Linked DNA regions of Callithrix jacchus: region 2 is linked to region 1. A link is a contact called in public Hi-C data. All regions are on one chromosome and are shown on one strand. The core of a region is the stretch at or near the end of the contact, and the rest is flanking DNA. Distances in the headings are between cores, read along the strand shown.

Region 1 (2,963 bases), core at 255-2,754:
AGACTATCCCTATATTTTCGGTATTGTAAATAATGCTTCAATGAACATGGGAGTGCAGATATGTCTTGAGGATAGGGGTTTTGTTGCTAGATCACATGGTAATTCTATTCTTAATTTTGTGAGAAGCCTTCATACTGTTTTGCACAATGGCTATACTAATTTACATTCCCATCAACAGCATACAAAAAAAATGCCTTTTCTCCACATTCTTGCAAATGCTTTCATATTTTGGGCTATTCTGTATTGTTTACTGTACCATATGACAGTAATGCTGTGCAGTTATGTGCTATAGACATTTTTGCATCTACTGTTACCAGTTCTGAAATGGCAACAGCGCCCTTTCTGTTTAGAGTCGCCTCCTGCTGGTAGGAATTCTGGTTGCTACCATGTGTAGCCTGCAAGCCTCTAATAGCTCTTTGCAGCGACGCCAAACGCCGGGCGCGGTGGCGCGTGCCTGTAGTCCCAACTACTCGGGAGGCTGAGGCTGGAGAATCCCTTGAGTTCAGGAGTTCTGGGCTGTAGTGCGCTATACCGATCGGGTGTCCGCACTAAGTTCGGCATCAATATGGTGACCTCCCGGGAGCGGGGGACCACCAGGTTGCTTAAGGAGGGGTGAACCGGCCCAGGTCGGAAACGGAGCAGGTCAAAACTCCCGTGCTGATCAATAGTGGGATCGCGCCTGTGAATAGCCACTGCACTCCAGCCTGGGCAACATAGTGAGACCCTGCCTCTTTTGAGTTCTTACCTTATAAAGTATCCTTTCTTCCCATGCATCTATCCTAAGACAAAAGGAATGCAGAGTTTTTAAGAATTTACAGGACTGTTGTTCTCGCTACACTGTGAATCCGCTCTCCCACCCCAACCCCTGCTGGGAATCTTGTCTTATTTTTATTTTATTTCACCATTATCTAGCTAACTACTTGCATATTCATGTTGCCAAGTGTTTGTGGAGCACCGATTGTATACCAGGAACTGCGCTGAGTCTCAGGGGTACCAAGAAAGGTTCGATGAGAATCCTGTAATCAACTGCAGAATGCTCCTTCGGAGAGCCGGACCCATCAAAATAGGAACTCCGTTTTGAGAGTTCGCCTTCAATGTTTAGGATAATTTTAGAAGGACAGAAGCAGTTCTGTTTCGTTACATATCAAAATCTTCTGTCAAAGTAAGCGCACAGGAAGGGGTCCTGAGCCCTGCAGTCCTGCCCTGGTGGGGAAATACTCCTGGTAATAACCTCGAAAATTGTTTCGACCAGCAGGGGTCACTATGAAGGCTGGCTTGAACCCAAAACACCATGGGCAAGGTAACCAGACTGCTCCGTAAGGGTTCAAGGAAGGAGTGCAGTTTCAAGAGAACAGTTTGGATCTTTATTAGAATTGTTTTGGTACAATGAAGAGAGTAAACTGTAACTTGACAATCGACGTCTTCAGAAACGCGAAATACGTTCGTCTCAAGAAATATTGGGTCTTCTGCGCGGCCGTAGATCTCCGCCAAGTGCGCCTGCGCAGAAGAGAAGCGGTGTCGAGTACGGCAGGCAGTAGAGGAAACTGCGGTAGTGACCCTCGGACCTAGCCATGAAGACCCGCTTTAGCACCATTGACCTCCGCGCCGTACTCGCGGAGCTGAACGCTAGGTACAGTTCCCTAAGTGACAAGGCTCGTGCGGGGAGTGCAGGAGGCTGAGGCCGGGGGAGGGGTGGGGGGGCCATGGCGCAAACAGCCCAGCTTGATGTGTTTCCTTATTTCATGTGCTACTGCGGACCTGGTTAGGCCTGAGTGGGTAGGCATGTGGTGTCTTTCCTGTGGCCCTCAGGATACCCTGGGGGTCCCAGGCACCTCGTGTCCCACTCCCCGCGTCCTTCCATCTCTCTGGCTTGCTCCGCTAGCGCGACGCTGTTGCATTGTTGGCCTGGGTTGCCGGGATCGGGCAGGAAACGTTTGGTAAAACACGAGACGTCAGAATGGTCATTTGCTCCAGAGGTTTCCAGATTGGAGGCTTGGTTTCTTGAACACTCCTCGCCCCTCACCCCAGAAAGAGAGAGCTTCGCCGTTTTAGCTGGTTTGAGCAGATTTGGACTGAGATGTGGATTCTAGTCTGGTTTCTATCATTCAGCGTTGTGAGCTTTGTCATGTTTTCGGGACCGCCTTTTGTCTTTTGTTTTTTTCCCTGTCTTGTAATAAATTAATGGATTATATTTTACTGTATTTCTTCCCCCAGATTGGGTCATTTTGAAGACTCAAGCTTTATTGCTAGAGTTGATAGACCACTTTTGTTTTTAAATCGTTACTCTTAAGTTTTTAGCTGAATGCCCAAATGGCTTTCGGACTCTGCCCCCTGGCTGACTAAGATCAGCTCTTTCAAAGCTTTTATTAAAATGTGTGTAGTTTTATGTTTCAAACAATTGTGTGATATGTTACATGTTTCCTTTGTCTCTGCAGCTTGCTAGGAATGAGAGTAAACAATGTTTATGATGTGGATAATAAGACATACCTTATTCGTCTTCAAAAGTAAGAACATTTTATAAGCTTATTTTCTCTTTGGTAATTAAATATGAGATTACTCATTTTTTTAAAACTGCATTTCAAGTCTGTTTCACAGGTAGGTTTGGCATATGCCCTAAAGAAAAAATTGACTTTTTTCTTCTACAGACCAGACTTTAAAGCTACACTTTTACTTGAATCTGGAATACGAATTCATACGACAGAATTTGAGTGGCCTAAGAATATGATGCCGTCTAGTTTTGCCATGAAGGTAAACTTGTTATACTAAATTTTAAGAGACTGCTGACTAACAATTAAGTTTTTAATTGGGGGTTCCTTCACTGTTATGAATAAAGTGAAGATAAAATAAAGGTAAAGGGAGCAGTCGACAGATAATGGGTTGAATAAATTGAGTATTAATTGACTTCTCCCCGTTACTTTTCACATCCTGTTCTGCTCCAGATCTTCTGTTTTCACAGTCGATAT
Region 2 (2,963 bases), core at 231-2,730, 230 kb before region 1:
ACTTGGGTACTGCTTATATGTGGTGGCAGAAAGTGAAGAGAGAGGCCAGTATAGGACACATGCCTGCCCCACATTCACTTAATGTTCCCAGAGTAGAGTTGTAGGTTGATCTTAAAGGCAGCTTTGATGATTGACAGATGATCAGCTGCAGTTGTAGAAGAATTAAATCGCCAGTTTATATATAAGAAGCCAGGTTAAATGTTGGGCTGCGTATGGGTGGGCTTCAGACTCAAAAATGAATAGAAGTGCCAGCCGGGCATGGTGCTCATGCATCATGGTGAAATCCCCGTCTCCACTAAAAAACACAGAAATTAGCGAGGCATGGGAGCATGAGTTTGTAATCCCAGCTACTCGGGAGGTTGAAGCAGAAGAATCTCTTGAACCCAGGAGGTGGAGGTTTCAGTGAGACGAGATCTTGCCGCTACACACCAGCCTAGGCAACAGAGGGAGACTGCATCTCAAAAAAAAAAAGTGATAGAAGTACTGTCCCATTGATCTTACCTAATGTGATCAGGGATAACACAGTATCCAAGCTTCTCCTGACACCTAGCAATTCAGAGCTGTGCATTTAGATAAAATCTCTGTCCAGCCCTGTGAAATATGAGCAGAGGAGCAGAGGGGTGTGTGTGTGTGTGTGTGTGTGTGTGAAAGAGAGAGACAGAGACAGAAAAGGTGAAGGTTATTAGTAGTAGGTTTTGGTAATTATTGGTAAAAGGCTGGAGGGGAATCTGTGACTTTATTTTTTTACCAGTGTCTCCAGAGCACCGGCATAACTTTCCAGATAGTCTTGAAAAATTAACTGTTATTCCGCAACAACAACAAAAAAGCATCCTTTCCCATACTCTCATGAAGTTCGTGGCAACAAGAGTGGGATTCTATAAAGAGCCCAGGGTTTTCCTGTTTAGCCGCCCCTGGTCAGGAGCTCGTGTGTGATTCTCCCAGAGACACTTCTCCAACCACAGGACATTTCCCTGGACTCTGATTCGTCCATGAGTCCTCAGAATATTTTGCTACCATCTTTCGAAATAATCCATGCTAAGTATTGATCATGATTAGGAGTGTGGCGACACAGACCCCCTCAGGTGACCCTGTCTCTCTCCTGATTGAAGATCTGCCTCAGCATTACTTGGTGGGGACTTTCCAGACCAACAGAAGCTGGAGGGAAAAGGCTGCGCTCCTGCCTCTGCTGCTGACTGGCTGTGCGTTCTGAGCCAGGTCCCTCGGTCTGAGTTTGTTTTTTCACCTGTGAGACAGGGATGATGATAGTGGTGGTGGTGACATTTGGGTTTTTTAATTTTTAGAATTTATTTTGAGACAGAGTTTCCTCTCTGATCTCAGCTCACTTCCACCTCTGCCTCCCAGATTCAAGTGATTCTCATGCCTCAGCCTCCCGAGTAGCTGGCATTACAGGTGCGCGCCACTACACCTGGCTGATTTTTATATTTTTAGTACAATTGGGGTTTGGCCATGTCGGTCAATCTGGTCTAGAGCCCCTGACCTCAGGTGATCCACCCATCTCGGCCTCCCAAAGTGCTGGGATTACAGGCATGAGCCACCAATCCCGGCCTGGTGGTGACATTTGTTATGTTCACCCATGGAGGTCTTAGGGTTCTTGAACGGTAAGATGGATGTCAGAGCCAAATGCCAACTTGAAATCTGGATGGAAATGTGAGTTCCTGTGGGTATTTCTTATGGCTTACAAATGGCTTGATTCCTTTTTTCCCCTTCTCTGCAGCATACTGCATTTGAAATGAATAAATGGGGCTCCTGGACTGCTAGCTACATTTGCTTACAGCAGCTGTCTGCTGATCTACTGAGTCTCTGCATGAGCAGAGTTCTCAACCCACACTGCATGGCAGGGGGTGGAGATAGACTATGGACGCGCTCCCCTCGGTCTCCCAGGCTGGCTTCCTTTCAGGCCCTAGCTAATCCTGGACCATATCTTATCTATCTTCTCCCCTCACACTTTCTCTTCACAGAGGGTGAACCGAGACAAGGATTCACCATCTCTCCTTATCTGCATCTGGCAGGCTAGGCCATGTGCCAGGTGCTCTGGGTGCCAGCTGCCCATCGTTATGTAGAGGAGCTAGTTCCTGAAGGGAGTGGCTACTATAGGACAGAGCCTGGGACATGCCAAGTATTTGATACCCATTATTATTACTCTTCTTACTGGAGCATAGAGGAGTGACCTGGTTTTTGCAACTGTTTTCCTTTGATTCCTTCAACCTATCAAATGAAACAACTCCTCAGCTCAATATTCTGATTTCATTGTTCCTAAAATAATTTAGGGTTGTAGATCTTCCCAGGTAGGCTATAAATGCTGTTTTTGTCTGTGGGAGCTCCAGGACCTGAATGAAAGCAGCCCAGCCCGTGGGCTCTGCTGTGGAGGATCAGGCAGCATTCAACATTGGGCTTCCAGGGTGCCAAGGCCTCACAAACCTGGTCCCTGGGACAGGGCTCCCTCCAAGCCCGAGCCTCAGGGGAAGGCTCAGCAGTCACAGCCCACCAGTGCTTCCTCTCAGCTACCAACGCTGATCAGAGTGGGAAGTGCTGCTGCTGCTGCCTGGAGAGGCACAGCCCTGACGGTTACGGAAGACAGTGGGCAGACTGTGGAAAATCACCCAGAGATTGCTGCTGACAACTTCATGTCTTCAGAACATCACCCCTCTGTTTATAGCTGGAGAGAGGGGCGCCCAGCCAGAGAAAGCCAGGAACAGGTTCCGGCTTCCATCACTCAGGTACTCAGGAACCCCTGGGTACTCCACACTGACTCACACTGAGCTGAGCTGTCCATGGCACTGACCCGTTTGTCCACTGCTACTTCCTCCCTCCAGGGACACTGTCCAAATTGAACAATAGAGGATCCCATATGTTCACCACAGGCATCATTTTGTGTAAGTCCCAGTTGTGGCCCAGGGTCGGTCCTTGCACTGTACTATAACTTACCTAGGACTTTATCTGCA

Evidence for each region. A called contact is a pair of places that touch in the nucleus more often than the background predicts.
Region 2: a contact with region 1 is called in a Hi-C map of induced pluripotent stem cells, with 2.2 times the contacts expected there. The contact joins the promoter of LOC100387042 here to the promoter of NEMF in region 1. A contact is called at or near these places in 3 of 3 Hi-C or Micro-C datasets (induced pluripotent stem cells and skeletal muscle).

What each region holds. Positions count from the first base shown.
Region 1 is chr8:84,373,579-84,376,541 of calJac240_pri, reverse strand. It overlaps NEMF (nuclear export mediator factor), which reads left to right and starts at 1,504. Exons shown (of 32, transcript XM_054239912.2): 1 at 1,504-1,630; 2 at 2,436-2,504; 3 at 2,646-2,748. The coding sequence starts at 1,572.
Region 2 is chr8:84,604,544-84,607,506 of calJac240_pri, reverse strand. It overlaps LOC100387042 (putative uncharacterized protein encoded by LINC01599), which reads left to right and starts at 1,480. Exons shown (of 13, transcript XM_035262221.3): 1 at 1,480-1,668; 2 at 2,456-2,513; 3 at 2,516-2,607; 4 at 2,609-2,639; 5 at 2,641-2,692; 6 at 2,695-2,756. The coding sequence starts at 1,595.